Linked DNA regions of Rattus norvegicus: region 2 is linked to region 1. The links are chromatin contacts, called in public Hi-C maps. All regions are on one chromosome and are shown on one strand. Each heading gives the region's core, a stretch centred on a gene start, on an enhancer-like site or on the middle of the called end of the contact. The rest is flanking DNA. Distances are from core to core; before and after follow the strand shown. Region 1 overlaps Ncam1 (neural cell adhesion molecule 1). Region 2 overlaps Ncam1 (neural cell adhesion molecule 1).

The links. Hi-C and Micro-C count contacts between places; a contact is called where the count stands out from the background.
Region 2: a Hi-C map of frontal cortex shows a contact between it and region 1, with 2.4 times the contacts expected there. The contact joins two enhancer-like sites. A contact is called at or near these places in 2 of 12 Hi-C or Micro-C datasets (frontal cortex and prefrontal cortex).

Annotation. Positions count from the first base shown.
Region 1 is chr8:58,877,991-58,882,452 of GRCr8, reverse strand. All of the region lies in intron 1 of Ncam1 (neural cell adhesion molecule 1), which reads left to right. Among named protein-coding and RNA genes, the nearest start is that of Ttc12, 140 kb to the right of the region's middle. Within about 2 kb of position 2,077, at least 44 of the 93 cell types and tissues checked have an H3K27ac peak or open chromatin away from gene starts, as enhancers often do.
Region 2 is chr8:58,980,072-58,984,580 of GRCr8, reverse strand. The region is part of intron 1 of Ncam1 (neural cell adhesion molecule 1); the gene reads left to right. Among named protein-coding and RNA genes, the nearest start is that of Ncam1, 80 kb to the left of the region's middle. Within about 2 kb of position 3,025, at least 11 of the 93 cell types and tissues checked have an H3K27ac peak or open chromatin away from gene starts, as enhancers often do.

The DNA.
Region 1 (4,462 bases), core at 828-3,327:
TGCCTCTTGTGTAAATTGAGCTACGAGTAGCATTTTAGCTGATGTGCTCTGAGCAAAGCATACTTCCTCTTGCCATTGTAAACTCACCCTTGTATGCTGGAGGTTACAACTCAAGTACCTCTGAATATAACCCGACAAGCCTGTGGGTCTGCAAGTGAGTCCTCCTGGCACTAGTATCTGGATTCATCCAGACACAGGCATCTTCACTAACATTTTTTAGTTGGTTTTCATCAAAATCACTCATAATCTGGCTTAATGATTCCATAAAAGCCTTGGTTTACCCTGCCCCATGTGAATGAAAGTATTTGCCATGAAAAAAAAATTGGTTATTAGTTTTATAGCCCTACCTACTTCCATGCCTCTCTCTATAAAGAATATGAGAAGAGATATTAAATCTCAATTTTTAATAACATTATTGACATCATCGGGGAGCTTTATAACACTTGACATTTGCTTTCAGTGTTGGGGAAAGAGAAAGGAAGTAAATTGATTTGGTATTTATTTCTGAAGTTGGGGTATGACAAGTTAACTTTAAACATAAAATATGTAGGCGCTTTGGAACACAATGAACGGAATGGGTTGTTGGTTTTGAAAGTGAACATAAATTTTAGAATCAAATGGGTAATGTGGTAATGATAATAACATCATTTGATTGCTAAATGAACCTGTTTTATGATATTCATCATTGGATTTCTATTGCCACCTAGACAGCCTTCAAAACTGATATAAAGTGATGTCTGGACCTGCAGAACACAGCTCATGGCTGAACATACAGCTCTTGTAATAAAAGTTAAATTCCTCAGAGTGCTAGGCTTTCGATAGACCCTTCGTTTTCTGCAGACAAATGTATGTGTTTCAAAAGAACACCCTCCAAATGTAGACGTCTTCGTAAGAAACAGACATCCATTTTGCAGTGGGTGTTTGCTTCCAGTTGTTAACAATGCAGGAACAGTCAGTCAGTCACACAGGGGAGACAATGGTGATGTTGGCTGGGCCCATGTAGATAAGATCTAGAAAAGGCTTAGTAAGATTGTTGTGGGGTAAAGAGAAGCCAAGATCACTACCTTAAACAGGTCAACTGTGACTCAAAGGCTGGCTTAAACCCTACCCAATCAATTCAGAAAGATTCTTACTTTATTTTTTGTTTTTATACAGGTCTCATGTAGCTCAGGCTAACCTCAGACATATGTAACTGAGAATTACCCCTGCTTCTGTCTATAAGACCTGGGACTATAGGCATGAATCATCACAGCCAGACCAAAAAAGTTCCCATTGTATAATAAATGGTGCAGAAAGTGTGCTTGGCAAGTTCCAAGCCAGTAAGAGACTGTCTAGAAAAACAAAATGTATAGGACCTAGGAAACAACACTTAGGGCTATCCTTCCACCTCTACATGTACATGCACATACACATGCACAGAGGTGCACTCTCACCCTGCACACACATGTGTGCCCTTGCATGCATGAACACACACACACACACACACACACACACACACACACACACTTATTAAAATGACAACTTATCATCACATTTGGTCACTAGACAATTAAGACAGACTCACTCGGGCACCAGTGGGATTTGAATGCATGAGATTCAGTACCTTATTCAGTACCATATGAGCTAGAGAGTTCCCTGGTTGAGCCATTAGCTTGCTGCCAGATGCTCTGGGGTGGTAAAATGCTTGTTTCTGCGTCGCCTACTTGCACGTCCAGGCAAAGGCTTACAACTTTGTATGTCTGCATCCGCCACCCAGCTTCTTGTATCTGCTCTTCCTATCCCCACGAGTGCCAGTCTGCCCGAGTTCTTTTCCCTGCCTTGTTAAATGAAGACGATGCCATCTTATTTACCCCAGCAGTGTTTCTGGTGTAGATAGACGTTAAGCTATGCAATAGTTTTTTTTAAATGAAATTTTAATTACTTTCTGCTATTCTGAGCTCATTGCAATCAGCAGCCATCTTGCTGGAAGATAAAACAAAACAAAGCCTGCTCATCGGGAGGAGCAAAGGCCTTTTGCAGAGTGGGGCACAGAAGCCCATTGTCAGCAGCAGCTGTGGACGCCTTCTCCAGGCACAGGCTCAACTGCCACAGGGTTCAGGTTTTCCACTGATGTTCCTCTTCCCTAATGAGGTCACCTCTCAGCACAGTAGGGGAATGACTCTGCTAATGGGAGACTCAGAAATGCATGTTGCAATTACCACTCTTTGTTTCTAGCTCTCTCCCATAGTTTCCAAACAGCCCCGAGAGCTAGAAAGGGGGAGGGGGGGTTGCTTGCTCCTCTGCAAATATGGAACAGAGCTAGATAGGGAAGCTGCCTCTCTTATTGACTAGCCCCTGAATTCCAGCCTACGTGCTGTTATTTCTAGAACACCGAGGATGACAGCAACTCACTATCCACCGAAATGATTCTGGTCAGCAGTTCATGTGATGACCCTGCTGGCACAGCAACCAAAACTTTGTCAATGACAACTTCATATATTTCATTAGTCATTTGATCTACATGTATATACTTCGCCTTCGAAAGATTTAGATGGCCCATCTGTGGCATCCCTCTGGTACCGTCTTCTACAGAATAGACATAACACCACCATGTCAAGCCCACTGTTCAAAATGAGCAAAGTAAAATGCATAGAAATGCTTTGGAAAATGCATAATTCTCTAAGAAAACGGTGCCTGATGATGATAAGCAGCAAAATAGTTTGTGTGTGTGTGTGTGTGTGTGTGTGTGTGCGCACGCGCGCGCGCGCATAATACAGAAAGGGAAAACAAATGAATAAGAATATTCCCCTTCATGTTTCCCTTTCAAGGACTCTGAGAGGGGACACTCCAGACAGTGACTGGGGCTGGCACTGGGTCGATTCAGGATACAGGGGTGTGGCTCTCCCTTGCTATTGTAATCTCTGTTCTCTCTGAGGACTGGATTAGGATCCTCAGTTGCCATGACAACAAGCAGCTCTTAGCTGCACTGCTTTGGTTATTTTGTTTATTTGTTTGTTTGTTTGTTGAGCCTTTCTTTTTCCCTTTAATTTGTCAGAGAAAACTCTTATTTGGATTTTTCAATCATCTAAACTCCTGACTATTTCTTGGATCTAGTTGTAAACCACTAATTCCTCTTTCCCTAGATGTTTCCTCTCAGTGAGACAGGATGAAGGGTAGAATATGAAACAAGATCCTGTTTGAATGCCAGCCTGCAGTTGAGGAAGCAGGCATTCTTCCAAGGGAAAACATTAGCTGGAGTTTTGTCAGGGTGTGGAGGCTGATCCAAAGCTTTGATGTGCCTCTCTGTCTTGAATTTATGGGTACATAATCACCTAGGTGGCTGTGTGTGTCCAGCATCTCTGTGGACACATTCAGGTATGCTCAGACCTCACAGTAATGTTGAGAAGGTAGTGTTTCTGTCCTACGTTCAAGAAGGCATGTCAGTCTCAGAAAAGCTGTGCCTCCACATGGGCTTCCCCACCTCACTCTTGTGCATGAGGCCCCTCATTTTTCTCAGAGGGATAAAACAGAAACTATTTTACCTCCTGCTCTCTCACTATTGGCCAAAATTCTCATCATCCCAGCTCTTCCCTGATAGGACCATGTTAAGTCAAATAGGAGCATCACTTAATGGTTTCAAGCAAACCAGTAGGTCAGAATTCTGAAGGGAATGATCTGATCGCCCATACTCTCCTCTAACCAATGCTCCTAAAAGTCATTTTCTGGAGCTTAGCTCTTTGTAGATGGGAGGAAGTGACCTTGCTGGGTTTGGGGTAGACCCTTGGTCATTCTCTATGATAAGAGCCCACATCCCCACAACAGCAGATACAAGGCTAAGTGTGTGCCTTTTTGATTCATCTCTATTTGCATTCATTACTAGGAATCAAAATAAGACCTGATATATGCTGGCGAGGACTCGTCCATGGAGCAGCAACCACAGCTCCATTTTTCTGCCTTAATGGGGTTGATAGTTTATTATTTATCGACGAATGATACCCCAAAAGATATGTTTTATAAGGATTAATCTGTAGAGCACATAGAATTGCATATGAGGGCAGAGACTGGGCCAAGAGAAGCCATCTAGGAATCAGATACCGTAATCCAGATGAAGGATAACATATGGTGGAAGACAGAGCCAGGGGAATAAAAGAAGACGGATACATGGAGGAAGCAAGACGATGCAAACAGAAGGGCTGGCAGTGAGTCTGGAAGCTAGGTCTGAGCTGCAGGGTTGGAACCAGATGACAGTGTTAAAGGCATCCTAGAGGTGAGGCCCATCCTAGCCCCGATCGCTCTGTCTGTCTCAGTTTCAAATACTAAGGACAGCGGTAATTTTCTTTAACTGCCACTCCTTGGTGTTTCATTTAATCGCCCTCCTGTTAGCGTACTGCTTTCTGCCACTTCCCACTGCAGATGGATTAGCCAAACTTTGTGCTGCAGCCAGAGAGCAAGCCGAATTACTATTTATAATGCAGTTTCTATG
Region 2 (4,509 bases), core at 1,776-4,275, 100 kb before region 1:
GATGAGACAGAAAAAGATGATAAAATATTGTTTTAATAATCTCTTTCCTTGGTTGTCAGCAGCTTTGGGGATTTACAAATAGCCTGTGGTTTATAAATATTAAATAAGGGATTCATTACTGGAAAGCATCACCACAACTAGCCAAACCCATGACCAAAGTGATTTAAGCCAACACAATGCCTTTGTGATGAGAAATTTGGAACTGAGGAATAGTTTCTTCTCTTTTTAAACATTTCAGAATGTGTGGGAAATACTCTGTTATTTTAAGGTAATATTCCAGAGTCTATGTTAAGAATGCTCTGTTAATAACCTCTAATCAGAACTCTACCACATTCTCATAGTCAAGAAAGCAATGGAGAGGGTCAGATTTTAACTCTCCGTTCTTTGACTGAGTCAAGACCATGAAATAAAGTAAGATGCAACAAAGATATCTAAACATGGAGAGAAACATTCGCCACGATATGTCCACTGCTCTAGAAGAAACCAATTAGGCACCATTATTCTATCTACTGAGGCTTAGTTATACTGAGCCAAGCAATGTTTTCTGGCTTGGTAACTTGGGTTATGGACTTTTCCTTTGAAGTCCTACTTGTTTTGAGATTAGATCAATGCTGTATCTTCAGATTCATCTCATCATAAAATGAGGAGGAAGGAATGAGCCGACTTGGGACCTATAAAGGATCTGTGTTCTAAACTCTCTTTCTGATGGGCCGGGAACTCTCTCCACCTCAGCACCACTTCAGGCATCATCTTCCTGTCCAGAGAGACAGACATTTGTAATTATGGCAGTAAAGACACCAAAAAAAAATTAGCAAAGTATGCTTATCTTACTGTAGTATAAATAGAATGTTTTTGTTATTGTAATGTTTTTACATATACTCTGAATATTTCATAGACATACACATTGCATTTTGATTATGTTCCTCTTCCTCTGCCCCCAAATCCTTCTGGACCCTTCCTCCACAACACACATCCCTTCCTTGTTCATATCTTTTTATTTCAACCCACTGAGTCCACTTAGTGCAGACGTATGCACGTGGATATGTAGCTATTCAGTGGAGTATAAGTAACCTCTCAGGGGTCACACACCTGAAGAAAAACTCTCCTTTCCTTAGCAGCCATCATCTGTCAAATAAGTTACACAGGTATGAATGAGACCTCCTGTGCCCCTTCCCATCCATGCTGGACTGCAAAATGGCTTGGTCGTGTAGACAAAACCACAGCTGCTTTGAGTTCATCAATGTAGCTGTCCTGGAGCACACTGGCTGCCTGTTGGCACCCCGTGTCACTTATCAACTGTGATTTTGAGCAGTTGTAAGTTTCTGTAGTAGCTGCCACCCACTACCAAAAGAACCTTTTCTGATTAGTATTGAAGGTCACACTGATCTAAGGGTGTGAAGATGAGAGCTCAGAAAGCAATTTTATACTGTGTCCTTCGAGCAAGTACCACTACTACTAGCATTTTAGCCAGGTTTAGAGTATCAGGCATGAGATTCCACCTGTGAGTGGACCTTAAATCCAATTAGAAGGCAAGTGTATGGTTACTGCTATAACATGCACACACCTGCTACACTAACGGGCATGTCTCGCCATATTGGTCATCACTGTAGCTTGTAGCGTCCACACTTCTGGAAGACTACTGATGCCTTCTCCTGCCCAAACTCCAGCAGTCCACATAGTACCTTCTTTAACTAGGAAAACTAGCCACCGGGGGGGGGGGGAGCTTCCACTTTTAAGTACCAATTTGATTTCTGTAAATCCTGTTACCAAAGTATGTAGTGTCTTCATCAATAGTGTCTTACTAAAAAGTCCTGATAGTCCATCAAGAGCAACAGCGATAGAATGTATTGCTCTGAGAGTCTCTGGGGACTCCCTTGTCAACAATTCAAATAGAGGTACCACATACCTAGAACTGGGATTTTTGTTTAATAACATAGACATTCTGGTAGGAATATTATCAGTCCCATGTAGGGTGGCTCTGTTCACACTGTTTTTTTTTTTTTTTTTAGCACTTGGGAAGTGGAGCAGGAAGAGGAAGGAGGTCATAGGGAATTCGAGGCCAGCCTGTGCTACATGCTCCTACAAATAACCCTCATCCCATTCCTGTAACTAAACCCAGTAAATTCACTGGCTCACTAAGCCAGACCTGGAGGCATTCATTTCTTTGACTTGTCAACAGCGTCCTGTCTGTGGCTTTGGGATTCACACACGCATCAGTGACATACGCGAAGTGTTTCTGATTCGGAGTATTCCCACGGAAGTGAACTTACTGAGACTTCATCATAATTTCTTGGAAAAAACTCAGCTTGCTTTAAGGATGAGGCAATCAAAAGGCAAAATAGTTCCATGAATTGCTCAAAGGGACCCCCAGGAAGAACCAAAAGCCCTGGCCTGTGAATTCTCATTCCTTTGAACTTATCTGACACCAGGCTGACTGGGATATTGTCTTAGCCTAATCTCAGGCTAAAATTGCCCAAACCGTAATAAAATAATAATCAAAATCAAACAATAGCAGTTACATGCTTGTTTTGATGAAGGGACCTCTTGCCCATTGGGGACCCTGACCTTGTTGTCTCTGGAACCCTTGTCTGCCCAGTGTCTGTGACATGGAAGGAGTTTATTCCAAGAGTCTCTGGACCGAGGTTGACTTAAGTTCCCTTCTCCTGCACCCAGACTCTAAACCTTGAAGCTATTTTTGACTCCTTCCTATTTGATCACCACACCAAACCAGACTCTAAACTTTGGAATTATCTTCGACTGCTTCCAACGAGTCCTCCTTATTTCCCCGGTTTACAGCATCCCCAGTTTCTATGGCATTCTCTGTTCCTCTGACATGTCCTCATACTTGTCTCTCTTGCCCCTGTTCTGGTCCCCCAGCCTTCCAGCCTCTGGCTCCACTAACGCAGGACAAGTCTCCCCAAAATGCAGCTCTTCTCCCAAGACTCAGCCTTCTTAGAGTGTGGGGGTTTGAGAGCTTGTCTGAGCCAGGCCACCTCCAAGAAAAGAAGCTCTTCTAAAGCGTAGTCCCAGAGGATGACTGGCTTACCAGAGGGTGTGGGCACCACCCACAACTCTGGTTTCCTGAGACCCAGCCAAGGATCTTGGCTTTGTCTCACTCTACATCTTGTTATTCCCACCATCTGCAGTCCTCATGGATTCTCCCCAGTATGCCCACGGCAGCCCAGGTCTCTTTGTCTGGTGTGGAGACACTCTCGGTGACCCAGTTCCAACATGCTGTTCAAATGATCTCTGCCTAATCCCTAAATCAGTGTTCCAGCCAAGATGTGCTACTCACCATTCCTTCAACAAGCCCACTGCTTTCTCACTTTCTTGTGTCTTTGCCCTTTTAAGGCAGTGTTCTCCACAAAGAATCCCTCCCATATCCCTCATGCCATCCTTCCCACAAGAAACCCCCCTGTGTTTGAAGCCCAAAGGATGCTTAGCCTTGGGAGATCACAGCACTTTGCCTCCCTGCCCCAGATTTATCCTACTCTGTTTTTACATTGTGATGACTTTATGATCATTTTCTTTGCCTACTACAGCCTAGGCAAGAATTATGTCTTATTTATTCTGTATCCTCCCTTATCAGGCTTAGCAGACTGGCCTAGATTAGAATGAGCAACTGCTTTGGTGGGCAAATATTTGGAAAACACCATGCTGAAGAAAGCCCTAGCCAGCATTAAGAGGAAACTGGGACTTTAGACTATCTCCTAAACTATTCAGGTTTGGGAAACCTGGGGAACTGAAGCCCATGTTAAAAGCTAGGCAAGACAGCATGAACCTGGGATCCCGATACTGGGGAAGGATATGGGACAATACCTTGGACTTGACACCTACTAAGTCTAAGAGAATCTTTAAACTCCAGGTAGAATGTGATAGACATCTGCCCTTTGTCTGGCATGGAAACAGTCTCAGTATGTAGCTATACCAGCAAGCTCTGAGGGAGACCCCTGCATCAGTAAATAAGACAGAAGAGGGATCAGAAGAGGACAGGGTCCTCGTGGGCAAGAGGGTCCTCTATCAGAACAAGTGTATAACTGCTATTGTTCGCTTTTGATTATTTTATTACTGATTCGCAATTTTAGCCTGAGACTAGGCTAAGACCATATCCCAGGATGCCTTAGTGTCAGATAAGCTCAGAGCTATGAGAATTCACAGGCCAGGACTCTTGGTTTTCTCTGGACGTCACTTTGAGCAATTCATGGAACTGTTTTGCCTTTTAATTGCCTCGTCCATGTAGTAATCATATATACATCAACCTCTGGCATTTACAGTTTATACATACAAGTGTGTATGTAAACACACATGTACATGTTTGACCCTATAGAGTTGAAATTAGCCACAAAGTTGAAGATATCGTAAAGATGATCAGGGACTACCTCTTGCCCTTCCTGCCTATGCTGGTTGTTATGAGACTGCTTCCCTGAGTGGTAGAAATGGCTTTCCTATTTATAATCAGGCTTCATGTGCTGGCTCTGGGCATCCTTGGGAGAAATGGCTGTTTATTTC